Regions from separate parts of the Anas platyrhynchos genome. Here region 1 is linked to region 2. Evidence: chromatin contacts called from public Hi-C data. All regions are on one chromosome and are shown on one strand. The core of a region is the stretch at or near the end of the contact, and the rest is flanking DNA. Distances in the headings are between cores, read along the strand shown.

Region 1 (5,646 bases), core at 224-2,723, 53 kb before region 2:
TCAAATCTCATTTTACTGGGATGTTCAAACCTCCTGCCAGCACTCAAACTGCTCTGGCTTTAGTCCATTGTACAGCAGCATGCTGATCACCTTAAAAATCTTATTAATCTGATGAAGAGTGCTCCCTAGACCTTACTTTCTGTAAAGTGCTGAGCTGCTCATCAGCCCTTACCAAAAATCACAGAAATAAAGCCTGATCCTCCCAGCGTGAGCTACAAGCTTTGCCCCTTCCTCACTGAGGCAGCAAACTCCGCTGGCTTGCTCCTGTTCACACAGCCCTGCACATGCTCAATAACACCATTGATTTTGTTTGTGCAGGCAGAGAGAATCCAATTTTAAAAAGCCACATTGATTCCCACCCATTAAAAACAGAGCAAGCTGCAGCATTCGCTAAATGGATAGAAAAAGACTGAGGTCAGGGTGGAGGGGTGGGAATAATGTCATTACTACAAGCTCGTTCTGAAGGACAGTTGCAGAAACAGACAATAAAATAGTAACCGTTTGACTTCACATTATTTGTTGTAGTTTCTAAATTACAAAAATAGTAATTCTACAACCTGGGAGTGCCCCAGCACCGAGAAGGAGATGCAAAACTGAAGGCATCCAAGAGCATGTAGCTGTGATTAGTTGATTTGGAGCATGAAAACGCACACACACGCAGCAAGAGAGGGCACAGATACAGGAACCGAGACAGCAGCAGTATCTGCAAAGGGCCCTGTCTGCTTTTCAGTTCTTTGTTTTCATACATTAAACAAACAGAGCCATTGCACAGGTCACTGAGGACCTTCCTTCTGCTTCCATGGCCCCAGCTGCACCACAGACAAAAACTATTATTATTCTCTAATGGCTGCACCTTTTGGACAATGATTCAGTGTTTTTCCCCCCCTCTCTTCTGTGCAGTGCCACTTAGTCTTTTGCTTCATTTTATGTTTTAGTTGCACACTCTTGAAATCTTCATGTAGCAACTAAGCATCGATGAGGAAGCTGTGAGTGGGAGCTCCTGCTTTTCGCTGCAGCTGCTCGCTGTGGGTAGGTCCTGGGAATGGATGGATGCTGCTGCAGCGGTGAGGGGCTGGGAGAAGCTGCTGAGTAGGGAGGGATGTGGTGGTGGTGGTGCAGCCCCTGGGGGCACTTCCCCACCCCAAATCTGGGAGCATGAGCTACAGACAGCCCCGATGCAGGGAGCCACAGCTGGTCAGTGACCAGCAGGCACAGCCTGGAGCGTGCCCACACCCCACGCTCGATGTAGTGGCTGAGCTTCAGTCAAACTCCACATGCCAGCAGGCCGTGAGGCTGCCCACATGTTGCAGAGCAGTCACTCGTCTTCCCAACTTAGTCGGAGGATGTGAGCAGGCAGGCGCTTGCTAGCACCGCTGAGGCTTTCGTAATTGGTCCCAGCTGGTTAGTCGTAACATGCCTTGTTGTTGAGCAACCACCTACTAACGCTGTCAGACATTCCCTGGTTGCATAAGGAGGGCTAGTTATCGTTATTAATTACGCACTGCCATGGGCCTGTGCCACACCGCACAGATAAGAAAGCCCTTAAGCTCCCAGCCAGTCATGCCCTCAGTGTGCAGGCTCCCCCCAGCACCATGGGAAGCAAGCTCAGGCCTTGCAGCAGCCACGGCCATCTCCTACCCTTCCTACCATGGTTTTGAAGCGACTTGGTCCTCCCTCCCCTGCTGGCAGCCAGCAGGGGCCAGGCCAGCTAGGCCACCACAGCAGCCATCTTGTGGAAGCCATGGTGTGTCGTTGTGTGGGCACGCAACCAAGAGCACCGCCGCCATTTCAAAGCATCGTGAAGAGATATACCCCATCGCATGGCCACATCACTGACAGGAGACATAACAGCAGCACAGCTTGAAGCCTAACCTTAAACCTACAAGAGGAAACGACATAGAAAGCAAACATGCTGTTCTTGGTGCAGAAGGGAAAGACCCAACAACATGGATCCCTCTCAGGAGGGAAAATGAGGCAGAAGCATGGGGGAAATGCAATGGAAGTGGCTATTCTACAAGCTGCCTGAGCCTACCAACAGCTCTGAAGATTTAAATCAGCATTTCCCAGCCTCCCTGCTTCCCCAGCTCTAGGTCCTCACTCACCATTCAATTTGAACTGTGCAAAACAAACAAACAAAAAAGAATAATAATCAGGGGCATTTTGTGCAGGAAGAACAAGCAGCATCTTTTTTCTTCCCTGTCAGTGGACCACCTTGACATCCCCCTTGCAAAACTGAGGACTGTAGTTATGTGCTGCATGCAAGATCCTTACATGCCTTAAAATGCCATTTTGAGGGCAGTAATCCATTTCTGTAGCCACAGGCTAACGTAAAAGCTGTGAGCTTGTCTAGGAGCTGGAGCTCCAGGGCTGTTTGAAAGCACACACCTTGAGCTGGAAATTAATCTCTTCAAATCCCACGTGAAACCACATGGCAGAATTGGGCTGAGAGGAGCAGTTCACGTTGCTGTATCAGCTGCCTCAAGCAACCCTGACCTTTGCCATCCATGGCTTTTATCAGAACTAAACTCTGTTGCCCTGGGTTTGCTCCTGCTGCTTCTCTCCCAACTTCTGTATTTGCTACCCTCCAGACCCAAGAAGCGCACTGAGGCTGTTAGGAAAATACCCTGACAACTTACAGGTAGGACAGGCACTACCGCACTTCTCCAGCTGCTGGGCAGAAGCAGCTGGGGAGATTTCTTCAACTCTCTCTGAGGAGGAGGCTGAAGGCTTGGACTCGTTCAAGGTCTCCATGGAAAAACACCCACCACCAAGGTCAGAGGTTGGCAACCGTGTCACAACACCGTGCTGCCAAATGCTGCAGGTTGGTCCTTCAGCTTCAATGTGAGCTATCTCCCTTTGCACACACAGTGCCTCTGATTGCCACACAGGAACATTTCACACCCGTTTACCACCACTCCTCGCTTTAACACCAGTTCAGATCATGCTTTAATGTTACCCATGCCTTTGGAAGCAAAGAGGGCAATTTGCAGAAGCTTAAGTTTAGTTTCTTTTGTGCTAGATCATAGATACTGATGCAAAAAGGTAATTCTCTAAATCTAACAAACGTTTAAAGTTTATTCTCAGTGGATTTATATAGACATAAATATACAGATTAAAAACAAGTAACACTTTGGGGGCTTTTTATTACCGTCTAAAGTAGCCAGGAACATGGACATTTTCTCTCTCTTTTCTATCTGCTTTCTTCCAACTGCACAGTTCAGAGACTTCATACAGATCAGAGACAAAGTTCAAACCAGCACTGACAATTTCATTAAAAAAAAATTGTGTTTTCTTATGTTCTTTACTCTTTTATTGCTATTTTCAAAATGAAGAACAGACCCTATCAAAGTGCTAAGGGCTGAAAACATAACTCTAAACCTGTCTCTAAATGATACACGAAACCCAACTTTGTGCCAATCCATTTTTATCATCTCTTTGTGGCCATAACAAAGCTGAGAACAAGAGCTAAACAATAGAGAGAAAAGAATAATTTCAACATAATTTTTTTTCTGAAAGTAACAATCGGTGGCAATAACAAGAACCCATTCAGAAGACAAAATGTTATCTTCCAACCCAGTTAGCATGTCTTTCTTCCTCTCACTCATTATATATCTCGCACATCACGCTATATTTTGACCTCGCTTACAAAGGAATACGCTTGGAAGCGACATCTCCATACGCGTATCAGCACAGCTACGTAGGCTCCAGCCCATGCTACCTCTCCCTTCCTGGGTCCCTCACACACCTGCTACGAGGAGATAGGTGTTATCAAAGAAACCTGCAGAAGAGCTTTACAGGAACAATGACATGGCAAGCTTATCCTTTTGTTTGTACTCATGCAGCCCTCCTGAACCGCTGATTTACATTGCTAACAATGGCAGGAGCTATATTTTTGACAGCTACGGGGACAAGACCTCTTAGGTAAACTTTATTTATTTTGTTTTAGATACAGACCTGCACCATTACTTCCTTTTACCTGCCGAAACAACTGGCAGTGTTTCATCGTTAACTTTTTCAGCATAGTAACCAGGAAATTCAGCTAGCCTCAGCTGAATGTGTTTACCTTTTAGATTTCATCTGTCCCTCTTAATATTGTTTTGAGGGTCAGGGAAATATTCCATTACCCTCTTGGATGACTACCCTGTTTGCAGCCTCCCACTGGCAAGCAAAACATTCTTTTGGGGAAGGAAAAAAAAAAAGTTTCCATTTATTTTGTCTAAGCCATCAGATCCTCCTTCCACCCCTACCACCCTGGACTTTCTTTCCAGTGCCCAGCTCCACGTGGAAGCAACTGGTTGAAGCAGGAGCCCTGACCGAGGAGGACAGGAGGAAGGTCAGCAGCTCTCCTGCACGCCAGCTGTCCCCCAGCCGTGCGTGCTAACCCCTGCAGTCACGTCTCCCAGCGCTACCTTTCTGTTTGAGGGCTGTTTGTACTCTGCTACCCTTCTGTCTGAGGGCCTCAGCCACAAAAATGATTGTGTGTTAGGTGCTGTAAACACAGCCCCCGCTGCAGAAAACACAGCTTCTGGGGAAGGCAGCCTAAGGTAAACAGCAACAGACACCTCCGGGTGGACGGGGAGAAAACGTGGTATTGCTCAGCAGTACTAGCACGAGTGAGCTCATCCCAAGACTTCCAGTTAAAGACACCAACTCATTGCAGTACCGCTCCTGTTACCAAGTTAACCGAAACCTCACTAGTTTTCTGTTGCCTGCTTTTATGTGAGCACCAGCTTCTGGAACAGACAATTTTCCCAGTTCTCCAACACTTCAGGTGGTGAGCGTCCTGGGTTCAGGAGCTGAGCAAGTCACCAAAGTAATCCAAGATGCTCCAAGCCTTCTGCAAAGGGAAAAGCTCAGTGATGACACTAAGAAACGTCCAGCACTTCTCACATCCCATTGCACTATGCTTATGCTTGAGAGGTTCTGCTTGGAACCTGCTACACATTGCAGTGGTTGGCAAAAATGAAAAGAAAAAAAAAATATATGAGGAAGAGTTAACCCAAATTCTTGATTCAAGTTCTCTTCAGTCAGACCCAGGTCAAACCCCCTGTACCTTACCCTGCATCCACCCTCCACACTGAGCCTTTTGAGGGGTACAAGTTTTGGAGGAGGTAGAAGTCTGTTACACCAGGTTAATGCTAATGCAAATCAGCAGAAGCAGGGTGGAAAGCACAGGATCTGAACATGCCCCTAAACAACAATACTATATAGTCATAGCAAAATAAAGACAAAACCTGTCAGCACAGCATAACTTGTGTCTGTGCAAGTAAAACAATAACTGAAATTACTTCTGTCCTTCGGTAAGGGGAAGGCAGAGGTCAAGCTGCCACTCAGAGACTCACAGTTTATTTTCCAGCTTGTCACAGAAGAAGCACGCTGTTCTGTTTGGAAATCAGCTATCCTGTTTTTAAAGCCTTCAGAGAGCAAGGAGGGTGAAACCTCATCTTCTTTCCTCCTACGCCTTTCCATACGCAGGGAATAGTGACCTCCAGGTAACCATCCTCTGCAACAGGATTTCTCCTTTCTGCCCACCCCCTCTCCAGCTTCCTAGAGCCACCTCCCTTTTATTTACTCTCTTAGAGCTGAGGCTCTCTCACAGTATATATACATACCTCTGTTCTCTTCTTTTTTTTCTTCTTCTCCCCA
Region 2 (5,475 bases), core at 2,548-5,047:
GGCTTTTGGTCCCAGCATTGATTTAGCTGAAGTTATGGTCACAGCTTCGTAAACAGGAAGCGCCTCCTGGTTATCATCGCAGTGCACAAACTTTGGGGTAAGGACCTTTCCTCGGTGTCACTGGAGCCGCTTCCCCGCTGGGAAAGCTCTGCACGCTTTAACGAGATCTGATAACCCCCTGGAAAACGAGCGGGGCTTGCCTGTTCCTGCAGCCCTGGGAGAAAACCCTGGCGTCGAGCAGGACCTGAGCTGTGACACGGACGGGGTCGGAGCTTCAGGCCTCCGAAACCCACACGCTTGATCCAGCACGGAGCTGAGTACAGGCAGCTCCCCGCCAGCATGCAGCTCCAGCAGTGGCACCAGTGGCGAGGTGCAATTTACAAATATTACGGATATTAATTCCATAAGCCACCCACATATAAAGCTACCGACGCTGCTGCTAAAAATACGCTGCAAGTTGCAACAAAGTTGTCAGGAATAAGAAGCAAAGCAAAAAAGGAACAAAACCAAAACAGAGGTAATGGCTGTTTAGAAAATAAAGGTTAGGGCACATCAATGCCTCCTGAAGACCCAGTTCCGAAGGATGCCAGGTAGGAGCCACCAGGAAATTGCTGGGAAATTGACAATTGCTGGAAATTGACATCCAGCTAGGGCAGAGGGCTGCCCAGAGGCCATTCCCTGGTGATGCCTGGTGGCAAGCCCTGTTAGAACAGGGTCTCAGTTGGTCCGCAGGCCCTGGATCTGTCCTCTGCACGGGAGGAAACCACGCACTGAGGATGATTCTGCCCAGCAAGGGCAACACGGCTTAGAGGAGAGCCCAAAGAAGCAGATCCTCCCCCATCCCAGGCCGTTCGCTCCCTCTGAGGCCAGCCCAGCCACCCCTGACCCCACTGCGTTTCCAGCGCTCAGCGTGCCGGCCGTGCTTGGCCTGCCCGAGCTCGGGCCGTGCAGAATTACACCTGAGGAGGCCTGCTTTCCAGCCCACTACGTTTCCCTGTACAGCTCACAACTAAAACTCAAATCCAGGTCAAGTACTGCGCAGCGGTGTTATTTCTGTTTTATTTTACTTGGAAGGTTTTTATGTCCTTCATTTTACCGCTCAGCTCGGCAACACTTGGAAGAGATGGAACGAGAAAAAACGGTAGGGGAGAACACGACAGCAAAAGCTCTCAATTCCTTAAAAAGAATGGCAAAATCCTCCTGGCACAGGGGAGGAAGGAGGATTTAACACCAGATATTTATTTATTCATCATGCCTCGCCTATTAATATCAGGTGAGGCACCACTCTACTTCCCAGAACCGGTATTTAAGCCAGCTGCAAGGTACGTGCAGGCACAAAGCTCGCCTAAACGCCGAGGCTCGCCGGTGATGCCGTGCGTGTGCTCCGTGTTATCACTCACCTAAAGTTCCACTGGAACCATTTTATAAGGCCTCCGAGGTGTCACATTTCCTCCCGGGACACGTTTTCTGTACAAGAGCCGACGTTCCGAAAGCCTGCACGGCGGAGATATTGTTTCATGTCCCCCTGCTTTCCTTGCGGTGGCGGTGGGCGTGCGTATGTGCCACGAGAGATCCCCCCATCCCTCGCCGCGCCGGCAGGAACGCAGCAGCTGCCCGCCGCAGCGCTCAGCCAGCCGCCCGGCTCTCCACAGCGGCCTAAATGTCGCCGATGCTCCAGAGGAGGGCCACAGACCGGGCTGCTACACACACACACACGGTACGCTCCGGAGGGAGGACCGTGGTCCCCGTCTCCTTCCAAGGAGGCGATCGCATCCCCTGCGATAAGTTTTTTATCAATGCGCTGCGATATTTCAGGGATTTCTAAGGACCTCTCACGGCAACTCGGAGGCGAGTAACATTCATTAACCCCTCCTCCGCCTGCCTGAAACCTATCCAGAAGCAACTTCACCCGCGAGCACACTGCAGCCAGCACAATCCCCATCCACCTTCGCGCCGCTGGCTGGCTCCTGAGGACTGGCGCAGTCGCCTCCTCCGAGGCTCGAGGCGTGCGGGCAGAGTCCGGCTGGCTGCCTTGGGGTTTTTCCACAGCCTTTCCAGGGAATCTGCTCATACAGCGTGCTTGTCAGGGCGTTATCATTTCCCCCTATACACACACACGGGGCCAGGCTGCTGCTGCACAAGTTTGGGTGCTCCCGGGCACCAAACTTCCAGCACCGCCACCTCCCCGGGACCCAGGGAGGCTGAGAACCCCCCGCCGGGTCCCCGCGGCTCGCCCACGACCCCGTCCCCTCGCGGGGCTCCGCAGCCGGGTCCCGAGCAGCCCCCGGGGGCCGTGCAGGTGGGCTCGGGCGGCGGCGCAGCGGCCTCGGCCTCCCGCTGGAGGCTGCCCGGGGCTCGGGGGGTGCTGGCGGGGCGGCTCGGCCAGCAGAGGGCGCCTCCGGAGGGCCGGCACCGAGCGGCACCCGGGGCCCTCCGCCGGCACCGGCCCCGGCCCCGGCCCCGGCCCGCAGCCGCCGCCGCGCTGGGCCCCTCCGCGCCCCCCGGCGGCGCCGGGCTCCGGCAGACGGGGAGGGGAGGGAGGGAAGGGAAGGGAAAGGAGGGGAAGGGGAGGGGAGGAAGGGAGGGTTTCGGCCTCCCTCCGCTGCCGAAATCGCTCCGTCTTTGTCTCCCGCGGGGTCCCGGCCGTGCGGGGCTGCCCAGGAATAACCCGGCGGGGCGGTAACTTTACACCGCCCCGCTGCCGGGCGCCGCAGCCCGGAGTCGGCTTTCCCCTCGGATTAAGTTTTGCCCAGCCTCAGTCCCACTGCCGGGCCCCCCCCTCCCTTATCTTCCCCTATCCCCCCCCCCCCCCCAGGCACCGGCACCGGGCGGGTTTCCCCCCGCTTTATGTAATGCTCCCCCGGCACCCTGCCGTCAGCGCAGCGCCAGGGGATTTAAACCAAGCCGTTCACACGCATAAATCATCATCATCACCATCATTAATTATTATTTTTTTCAGACACCCCAAAACGTGCACCCCCCCCCAACACACACACACACCCCCTTCGAACCCCACAGAACTAAGTTAGGGCACTTGGTGTCCCCCCCCCCCAGCCGAGCTGACAGCAGGCTGCCGGCAGCCCCGTGCCCCCTGCCCGCTGCCACCGGGGTCCCCGCTCCCTCCCCGTGCTGTGTGGTTTTTTTTGGGGGGGGGGACAACTCCGTGCGAAGGGGCGAGAGGAGCCGGCAGCGAGAGCCTCGCCGAGGCGCAGGGCAAGCTCCGGCCACCTCATTGTTCTGCTCGCCACCGGCACGGACTTCGCCCGCCGCCCCCTCCAGCCCCGCACCCCAGGACGGGGTGCATGGGGTGGGGGGCAACGGGGTGGCGACCCCCGCCCGTCCTCGCTCGCCCCGGTCTCCTCCCCCCCCCCCCCCGGGCTGCAGCCTCCCCGGGGCACGGCGAGCTGCGGGGGGGACCCCCGGTCCCGCGGGAGGGGAGGGCTGGAGGGGAGCCGTGGCGTGCCCGGGGCTTACCTTCGTACATGGGGGCCATCGGTGCAAGGACGCCCGTTATTCATGGCAACGCCGCCACGAACGACGCGAGAGATCGCAGCCCCCCCAAACTCAGCACACATCTGCCATCTTGAGCGGGTGTCTCTCGGCGGAGGCGAAGCTGCCGCCTGCCTTCTGCATCGCCGCCCGCCTCAGCGCGGGGGGAGCCGGGCACATCCAGCCCCGCTGCCGGCCCTCCGACGCGGCCGGGGCGGGCGGGCGAGCGGGCGGGGGGCGGCGGCGCCGGGCCGGGCCGGGGCCGGGGCCGGGGCCGGGGCGAGGCGCGGCGCGGGGCCGGGCAGGGGCGGCGGGCGGCGGGGCCCCCCCGGCTCGGGACGGCGGCGCTGGGGAGGGAGGGAGGGAGGGAGGGAGGGAAGGAGGGAGGGAGAGGGAGGAGGGAGGGAGGGAGAGGGAGGGAAGGAGGGGGGCTGGCGCCGTGCCCCCGCTCTCAGCGCGGCATGGCTGCGTGTGCCGGGGCGCCTGCGAAAGTTGCGCTGGGGGCGAGAGGAAGGGGGGAAGAGAGAGAGAGAGAGAGACGGAGGGAGAGAGAGAGAGGGGAGACGGAGAGGGAGAGGAGGAAAAAAAAAAAAAAAAAAAAAGGGCAAAAAAAAAAAAAAAAGCCAGCGAAGGGAGTTTGCAAATAATCAAGCGCCGATGGCACTGATCGCGGCTTCCCAGAAGGAGAGGGAGCGAGCGAGAGGAACCCTCTGCTGAGATTATGTGGGATCTTGTTTAACAACACATTTCAATCAGGAGAAAAAAGGAACAGTCAACAGAAGTTGGTGAAACACTTCTGTCTTCTCTCCCCCCCCCACCCCCCTCCTCTTTATAGAAAAGAGAGGAAGGGAGGAAAAAAAAAATAGAAAAAGGCAGCTGATTGAAGCTTTGCAATTCACTGGCTGTGGGGATCATATAATTTGAGCTCATGTTTTACAATAGCATGGAAAATTCCTACCTCTCCCCCTCTCCCCAAATAAATCTTCTATTCCCTCAAGGCATTTCACAATCTGGTTCACTGACAAAAGTTCCAGTTTTCCCCTTTTTTTTTTCGTTTAGCTTGCTTTCAGTGTAAATATTTAGCGGATGCATTTAAAATAAACATACGATGTTGCTTTTAGGATTTGGGTTATTTTTTTATTTTTTTTTTTAAATAACCACATCAAAGAAGTGTTTACTTACTGAGATTGACAGCCGCTGCTACCCCTCCCTCCCTCCCCCCCCCCCCATTTTTATTTTGAAGGATCCATCTCCCTCATTCAGCTCTCGCTGTAAGAGCACCAACCCGACCCACATCGTTTTTGTCGATTCATACGGTAAAGCTATAGGCAAAGCCATGTTATCCAGAACCCATTTTTTTTTCCCAAAAGTGGCTTTGCAAAGGAAGGTAAGGCACCAGGTACCGTGACACAAGCAAGGAAGCTGAGACCCATGCAAGACACATGGTGGCAAAGCCTCTGGCAAAGGTGGAAACAAAACCTCAGGCTGCGATCCTGCGTTAGCTGTGTCTGGATCTGCCTGCCTGGAGCTCCTAACTGGTGAGCAGTCTGGGACCAGACTGGGGATGATGAACTCGCTTCATGCCTGCTCTTATGGCCGGTCCTAAAAACGCTGCCACTCGCTGCTGCTGGTGCCAGCCCAAACCTCTCCTACCGCAGCACTGGGTCACGGCGGGGCTGGACACCCGGCTGCCTCCTCTGGATGTCTGGAGGAGGAGGAGGTACACAGTAACTTTTATTGAGGGATTTCAGTGAGGTTCAAGCTGTCCTAACAGCCTCGTGGTGCTAGAGCATGCCTACAGCAGCAGACAAATATGGACCAGGGAACAAACCGCGCTGGTCACCCTACAGAGCTGGATGGCTGTGCCCACACTGCAGAGGTCTTGATCCCCTGGTTCCCCTGGGCCTCACTGCGTGCGAGGTATCCTCTGCATTTTGCATGATTTTTCCCCCTCTTAAAAATGCCTGAGGCACCATGGGGGCTGTC

The links. Hi-C and Micro-C count contacts between places; a contact is called where the count stands out from the background.
Region 1: a Hi-C map of subcutaneous adipose tissue shows a contact between it and region 2, with 2.1 times the contacts expected there. The contact joins the enhancer-like site here to the promoter of HIPK2 in region 2. A contact is called at or near these places in 2 of 8 Hi-C or Micro-C datasets (liver and subcutaneous adipose tissue).

The regions. Positions count from the first base shown.
Region 1 is chr1:59,455,103-59,460,748 of IASCAAS_PekinDuck_T2T, reverse strand. The region is part of intron 2 of HIPK2 (homeodomain interacting protein kinase 2); the gene reads right to left. Among named protein-coding and RNA genes, the nearest start is that of HIPK2, 52 kb to the right of the region's middle. Within about 2 kb of position 1,473, at least 5 of the 8 cell types and tissues checked have an H3K27ac peak or open chromatin away from gene starts, as enhancers often do. A contact at or near this core is called in subcutaneous adipose tissue, where this site is marked.
Region 2 is chr1:59,404,114-59,409,588 of IASCAAS_PekinDuck_T2T, reverse strand. It overlaps HIPK2 (homeodomain interacting protein kinase 2), which reads right to left and starts at 3,797. Exons shown (of 15, transcript XM_027449100.3): 1 at 3,475-3,797. The coding sequence starts at 3,493.